2 separate regions of the Mus musculus genome follow, and region 1 is linked to region 2. The links are chromatin contacts, called in public HiChIP or PLAC-seq maps. All regions are on one chromosome and are shown on one strand. The core of a region is the stretch at or near the end of the contact, and the rest is flanking DNA. Distances in the headings are between cores, read along the strand shown. Region 1 holds the start of Dlx6os1 (distal-less homeobox 6, opposite strand 1). Region 2 holds the start of Col1a2 (collagen, type I, alpha 2).

What was found. HiChIP or PLAC-seq counts read pairs in DNA pulled down with a chosen protein or histone mark.
Region 1: an H3K27ac HiChIP or PLAC-seq map of embryonic stem cells shows a contact between it and region 2, with 11 times the contacts expected there. The contact joins the promoter of Dlx6os1 here to the promoter of Col1a2 in region 2.

What each region holds. Positions count from the first base shown.
Region 1 is chr6:6,869,851-6,873,187 of GRCm38.p6, forward strand. Dlx6os1 (distal-less homeobox 6, opposite strand 1) reads right to left here and starts at 1,777. Exons shown (of 2, transcript NR_155496.1): 1 at 1,639-1,777.
Region 2 is chr6:4,503,714-4,507,036 of GRCm38.p6, forward strand. It overlaps Col1a2 (collagen, type I, alpha 2), which reads left to right and starts at 1,905. Exons shown (of 52, transcript NM_007743.3): 1 at 1,905-2,196. The coding sequence starts at 2,127.

The DNA.
Region 1 (3,337 bases), core at 527-3,026, 2.4 Mb after region 2:
GCTGGTAGTAGGGCTTTGCTGAATTATTCAAATTATGTTAGAGAAAAAGCTACCATATATCGAAACCAACACTAATTTTTCCTTAAAAAATTTCACCAAATATATGCCAAACCACTGTGAGTGTATAGAATTCTGAAACCAGAAAATGTTTATTACTAGGTTGGAGGTGGGGCTGATGCCTCTGCATCCATCTTTATCTCCTATTGAACATGAGCTTAGTTACAGAGATGCTGTCAGATAGTCCCCTAGAACTCTGCTTAGAACTGGGCTCCCACTGGATTCCCTGAACTCCAAGGGTTAATAGTTTTTTCTCCTTTAAAATGTATTGACCCCCAAGGAAACTCGTTCCCCGAGGGAGGGATTGGTAGGAGGAGCATGGGTGAAAGGTGTTGCCAGTTGAGGTGTCTATTGCGCCTCCCCATGTTCAAACTCCCTACTAGACTGTAGAGTTTGAGTTCCCAAGCCCTGTTCTGACTATACTAAAGGGCTGGGGTGAGGAGCATAGCTATTGGGTAGGAATATAAGAGAGAGACAACTTCTCCTCCTCTCTAACAAATAAACACCACATTATCTTTGGACACAATTTAGTGCAAAGGTTCTTGCCATGGTAGAAAAGCTTCTCTCGGCAGGGTGGGCAGTCAAAGACATTGTGGGATCCTATACTAAGCACTCTAGCTACTTATAACATTTACAGGGTCAGGGAACAGCGTCATCTAGAGACGGAACAGCACAGCTTGTTGCCAATATCTTCCTCGGTACATAGACTACACTGGTTCCTTGGCTTCATAAGTTGTCGATTCTGTGTCCCAACCAATCATCCCCCTCTAAGCCCAGGATCACAGAATTTGGGCTCAGCAGGCAATAAGCTCCACGGTCTGGATACCTTCCCCTCCCCCACTCCCCACTCCCCTCTGCGCTCTCGCTCTCTCTCTCTCTCTCTCTCTCTCTCTCTCTCTCTCTCTCTCTCTCACACACACACACACACACACACACACACACACACACACACGGACAGGGAGATACAGAGAGACAGAGACTACAGCTCTATGCAAGGCCCTACGGAACAGCCTTGAAGGGTTTCAGATGCCATTTATTCTACAAACTTTCCCCCAGCTGGAGAGAAGATGCCCAAAGGGCTGCAAAGCCCAGAGATTCAGGCACACCTGCTTTTGCTAACATCCATCCCCATAGCTGACTGCAAAGAAGCAAGCCACACAGCCAGCTCTGTTTGATCTCTGATGCCTCAAAACCTAAAATCATGGCCGCATATAAAAACCTCAATGTATTTACTTAAGATCAATTGTAAGTAACAATTTTCAGATAGATTTTTAGCTTGGACTCTCGGGCTCCTTCTACAACTCGCAGAAACCTGGTCCTTTCTTCGTCTCAAGTCACAGACTACACCAAACACATCAGTCGCACGGAAGCAAGACAGGCAAGTCAGGTTCTTAGGGATCCCATTCTCACCAGATCAACTCTTACTGTTAAAGGAAAATAAAAGGTCAGAGCCCAAACCTTGAAACCAAAGTTGCAATTCAAGTAAATCACAACAACATATTGTATATAGCTTGGAGAGTCTGAGAGGAGAAATAAAAACAGTACTTAGAAGTTAGAAGTATGCCAAAAATAAAAACTTACCCCGGTGAATATCTCTTAAGCAATGATCAGGGTCTAGAAATCTATACTGAGCGGAGGGAGGCACAGGAGAGCGTTTCTCTGAGTCTCAGGGCAGAGGCTCTGTCTCTATATTCTTGGTTGAGTGAGCACATCCAGGTGTGAAATTGTTTGCACACCCCAGCACCTCTTATATTGCCAGCAAAATTAGCTGTTATTACTGTCACTGTTTAGTGATGGTTAGCGTGATACAAAAAAAAAAAAAAAAAAAAAAAAAAAAAGCTGCTGTAATCAAGACCTGGCGCATCTTTGCAAATTACAGATAATTGTAAACGTCCAGATTATGATAATAGCATCCTAATCCAGCCTGCAATATAATTATTACAGAGTGTTACATCTGAAACTGTCCAGTAGGGCTAATTCAGCCATTATTTAGACCCTATTTTTTGTACTGCAAATGGGTTGCTGAGTTGAAAATGTACGATTGTAATTTCACAGGGCACTCAATGAGTAATGGTATAGGAAGAGGGAAAGTACAAAAGTGAAATGTGAACAGTAGCGATCAAATCAAACCCTGAAGGACAAAAGACTGTTTGATTCATATGGAAAAAGAAGAGCCAGAATTAAGAAAATAGCAAATCAGCAGTCTGAAGTATTATGTGTCCAAGTCTTCCACCGTGCAGAGCTGGTGCATTCACAGGGCCCCTGCTGCTGCTGCTGCCTCTGCTGCTGCTGCTGCCTCTGCTGCTGCTGCTGCCTGCAGGCTCAAATAGTTTTTTTTTTTCTTTTTTTTTTCTTTTAAAAACTACTCCCGTCTTTCTTCCCTCTACCATAGCATTTTCCTACTCTTAAAGGTGCCCTTCCCCCACAGCCCCTCCCCCACAGCAAAGGATATTTGTCAGTCCCTCCACTCTCTCCACCAAAGCCACCTCAGAATGTGCCTGTCACTTGTTTATAAACATATTCTTATATGAATCTACAATTGCTCTTGTCATCAGAGCCAACTGCCCTGGGTGCTGTAAAGTGTGTCTTCCCTCTATCCCTCTTCTCTTTTACAATAAAGAAGCTCTACTGCGTCCTAGAGGATATTAGCTGAACACGTATTAATTAATGTTAATTAAATATAGCCATCTGGGAAGCTGTTGGTTTGGTTAATATTTTAAATTTCATCATTAACTTTATTAGTGACCCCCCCCCCAATAAACCATTCTGGTTGCTTCTATGTCACAATTCGCCTAACAGGGCAAGGTTCCTGATCATGTTCAAACAGGAAAGGACAGAATGGAAAAGGGAAAGAGAGCTCAAGAGAGATGGGGAGACTCTTTCTGGTCCTGGAGTCAAACTCTCTGAGGATTCTATTACTTGCAGAAATATAAGTCATGCCCTAGCAGAGTCTGGATTAGTTAGCCTAGCCTCTGGATTAGTTCTGGTAGCGACATCCCAGTTAGAGTACATCCCAGTCAGAGATACCTAAACCTTGTATCCCAGGACTTCAGTTTCCCTGTTGAGCACAGAGAATTTCTTCAGCCTCTTTTCCAGTTTCAAAGCCAATTGTGTTGATTTCCCCTCCTCCCAAGGACATCTTACCGACCCACACAAGCTGCCCAACCAAGGCCACCCTGCAGGGTGGCAAGCAGGCTCCCTAGCTCCTGTGAATTTAAGGGCAATAATGAAATGTCCCCTGTTTAGTGACCCCTGTTTATAGATGAAAGTTGAGTCCATA
Region 2 (3,323 bases), core at 655-3,154:
CTACCCAAGTCTTTTGTTCAGAAACAGCACCTGTCTTTCAGGTGCCTGAGACATAGACACAAATGACAGTCTCTAAAGTCAAGCCAGCACATCGACAGAAATAACTTATGCTCTTATTAATGAAGAAGAAGGAGGAAAGAGAGAGAGAGAAAGAAAGAAAGAAAGAAAGAAAGAAAGAAAGAAAGAAAGAAAATCAGATGTGCAGTCTTGAAATGCTTTCTTTGCTCAGTACTTTTTCAAAAAAAAAAATTCCCTCCACATTATTTAAAAAACAAAACAAACAAACAAAAAACCCAAAACTCTTTCTCATCTAGCCTAAAAGAGACTTGAACTGCTGGGGTGAGAGGAATTGGGGGAACCGGGAACCGCTCAGAAGAAAAGGGGGGAGGAGGGGAGGGATTGTGGGAGGAGGTGATCTGGAGGGAGGATTTAAAGTGAATAAGTAAGAATTAAATTAAATTTTTAAAAATGCTTGTCTCTCAAATCAGTGTTTTTCACAGGATTGAAATAACCTTATTGAAATGTTTATTCTCTTCTATTTCTAGCATTTTTTTTAATTTAGAAAGAGAAGCCAGTTAGCAATATCCAGAACCTTTTGCTTATAGCAGCTGCTGATGGAGCTAACCTACTTAGAAATTCTTCCTCACCGGGAAGTCGAAAGGGGGAAGGTTTCCCAAGGAGTTCGCCAGTTCCTTCTTCATGAACATAAAAATGGCCTAAAGATGCTGTGTCTGCTGTGACTTTGGGGACATAATGAGAGTCTGAATAGGTCTCTCCAGCCTCATGATGGATGCTCGGCAGGCCAAGAGGAGCCTGCGGCCCCGGGTAACTTGGAAGACTCCAAGAAACTTTGGGAAGGAGAATTTACTATGTCTCTGCCGCTGTCCTGGACAGCCAAAGTCTCCTACTCCAATTCTTCAGAGTCAAAGTCTCTTCCCAAGATGGGGAGAGATTGCATCTGTTCTGGAGGGGACAGCTTGGGATGTTAAGGAAGAGGTTGTATACGCCCTAGGGATGATGGGAGGTGTGAAGATGCAGGCAGGGGTGCCTGGCAGTGGCTGTGGAAGGGGTCATAAATAGGCAGCAAGGCCAAGAAGGCTGAGTGTTCACTGATCTGTTATCTGATCCAGGCTCGGCATCTGAGTCTGGCTGGTAATCCTTCATGGGGTCTGTACATGGGGCTGGAAATGGGGCTTAACCAAAGTAAATGTAATAATGCACAGTTTATCTCTTGATGCCTGCTCCCCTCATCAACGAGAGAGAGGGGGGTACAGACAGAGAGAGTCAGAGAGAGGATGGAGGAGGGAGGGAGGAAGGGAGGGAGGAAGGGAGGGAGGGAGGGAGGGAGGGAGGGAGGGAGGGAGGGAGGGAGGGAGAGACAGAGAGATAGAGAGACAGAGGAGAGAGGAGATTATGGGCACACAGGCCCCCCCAAACTGGGGAAATTAGGGGGCAGGGGTGGAGCCAACCCATGAGGGCAGCTCTAGAGCTCGCCACGCTGTCACCCTCCTCCCCTCACACCCCAGCCCCCTCCAGCCTGCAGATGGCCCGCAGGGCACAGAGTGAAGCGGGACTGGACAGCTCCTGCCTTTTCATCTTCGGCCTCCAGGTCCCTCAACACCTGCCCCGCCGCCCGGAGATCTGTAAAGAGCCCACGTAGGTGTCCTAAAGTGCTTCCAAACTTGGCAAGGGCGAGAGAGGGCGGGTGGCTGGGGAGGGCGGAGGTATGCAGACAGGGAGTCAGAGTTCCCCCTCGAAAGCCTCAAAAGTGTCCACGTCCTCAAAAAGAATGGAACCAATTTAAGAAGCCCCGTAGCCACGTCCCTCCCCCCTCGGCTCCCTCCCCTGCTCCCCCGCAGTCTCCTCCCAGCACTGAGTCCCGGGCCCCTAGCCCTAGCCCTCCCATTGGTGGAGACGTTTTTGGAGGCACCCTCCGGCTGGGGAAACTTTTCCCATATAAATAAGGCAGGTCTGGGCTTTATTATTTTAGCACCACGGCAGCAGGAGGTTTCGACTAAGTTGGAGGGAACGGTCCACGATTGCATGCCTGCGCCCGCCAGGTGATACCTCCGCTGGTGACCCAGGGGCTCTGCAACACAAGGAGTCTGCATGTCTAAGTGGTAGACATGCTCAGCTTTGTGGATACGCGGACTCTGTTGCTGCTTGCAGTAACTTCGTGCCTAGCAACATGCCAATGTAAGTGTCTTCTGCTTGTTTGGGGGAGATGAAGGAGAGAGGCTGGATAGGTGGGCACCCTTATCTCAACAGAGGGAAACTTCACACATTCATTCCACATACAGCTTGTGAGGTCGCCCTCTAATCTGTCGGAGAAAACACTAGGGTTCACGAGATACATGGGAAAAGAATGGAAATATGAAAGACTTGACTGTTGCCAAGAGTTGGGGGAAGTTTTTCCCTTAAAACTAGACTGTTAGCCCGGATGCCCCGGTTGGTGAAGCTCACAAAGAGGCAAAGAAGGTTGCCTCAAGATATAAACCTGGCTGACAGCATGAACGACTGAGAGGGCTCCACTCTTCAATTCCCAGAATTATGCCCGTGGTCACGTTGTGAAACTTGAGGCCTAGTTTAGAAAGCCCCGTAATAGAATAATACAAAACTCACAGGACTCCATTTTCTTGTGGGCGGCCGAGTTGCTCTGGATGACGTTGATGAAGATAATGATAAAAATACGCCCCCTGGAGGGGGTAAAGTGCAGGAACAGGGACCAGGCCTTAAGCGCTAGGAATTCCAATTAAAGACTTCCCAGGTCCATGGAGTAATTTACATTTCTGGGCCATATGTAAAGAACCCAGATGGTGTATCTTGAGAAGCGGGCTGCTTCGGCCTCAGCTTTTATCTTCTGAATAGTCAAAGCAGCGTCCCAATCCATTACCTGATCATGGAAATGGTAACTTTTAACTAAAATAAGCTCTGTTCACTTACACTTCAACAAGTTCCCACCTGTAATCACACACGAAAACAACAGATGTGAGAAATATCAACTTCGTCCTGAGATTCAAGAGCCTGGGGATTCTTCTCAGGAGTCTCTTACTCGTTTACCATGTGACTTCAAATGAATCAATTGGGCCTTTTTCTAAAATGTGGGGTATATACTAAATGTGCCAACTTCGAGGCTATTTTCCATTTCTAGGTTGTATAACTAACTAGAATTTCCTGAAGAAAGAATGAAGAAAACCACTTGGGTTTCATCTTTTAAAATGGCTGCCTAATTTAACTGGACAAAGATGTTGGCTTGATGAGTATTCAGGAGGGCGTGGCCACACCCAGACCTTCAGCTACACGCCCCACGTCTGCCACAGCCT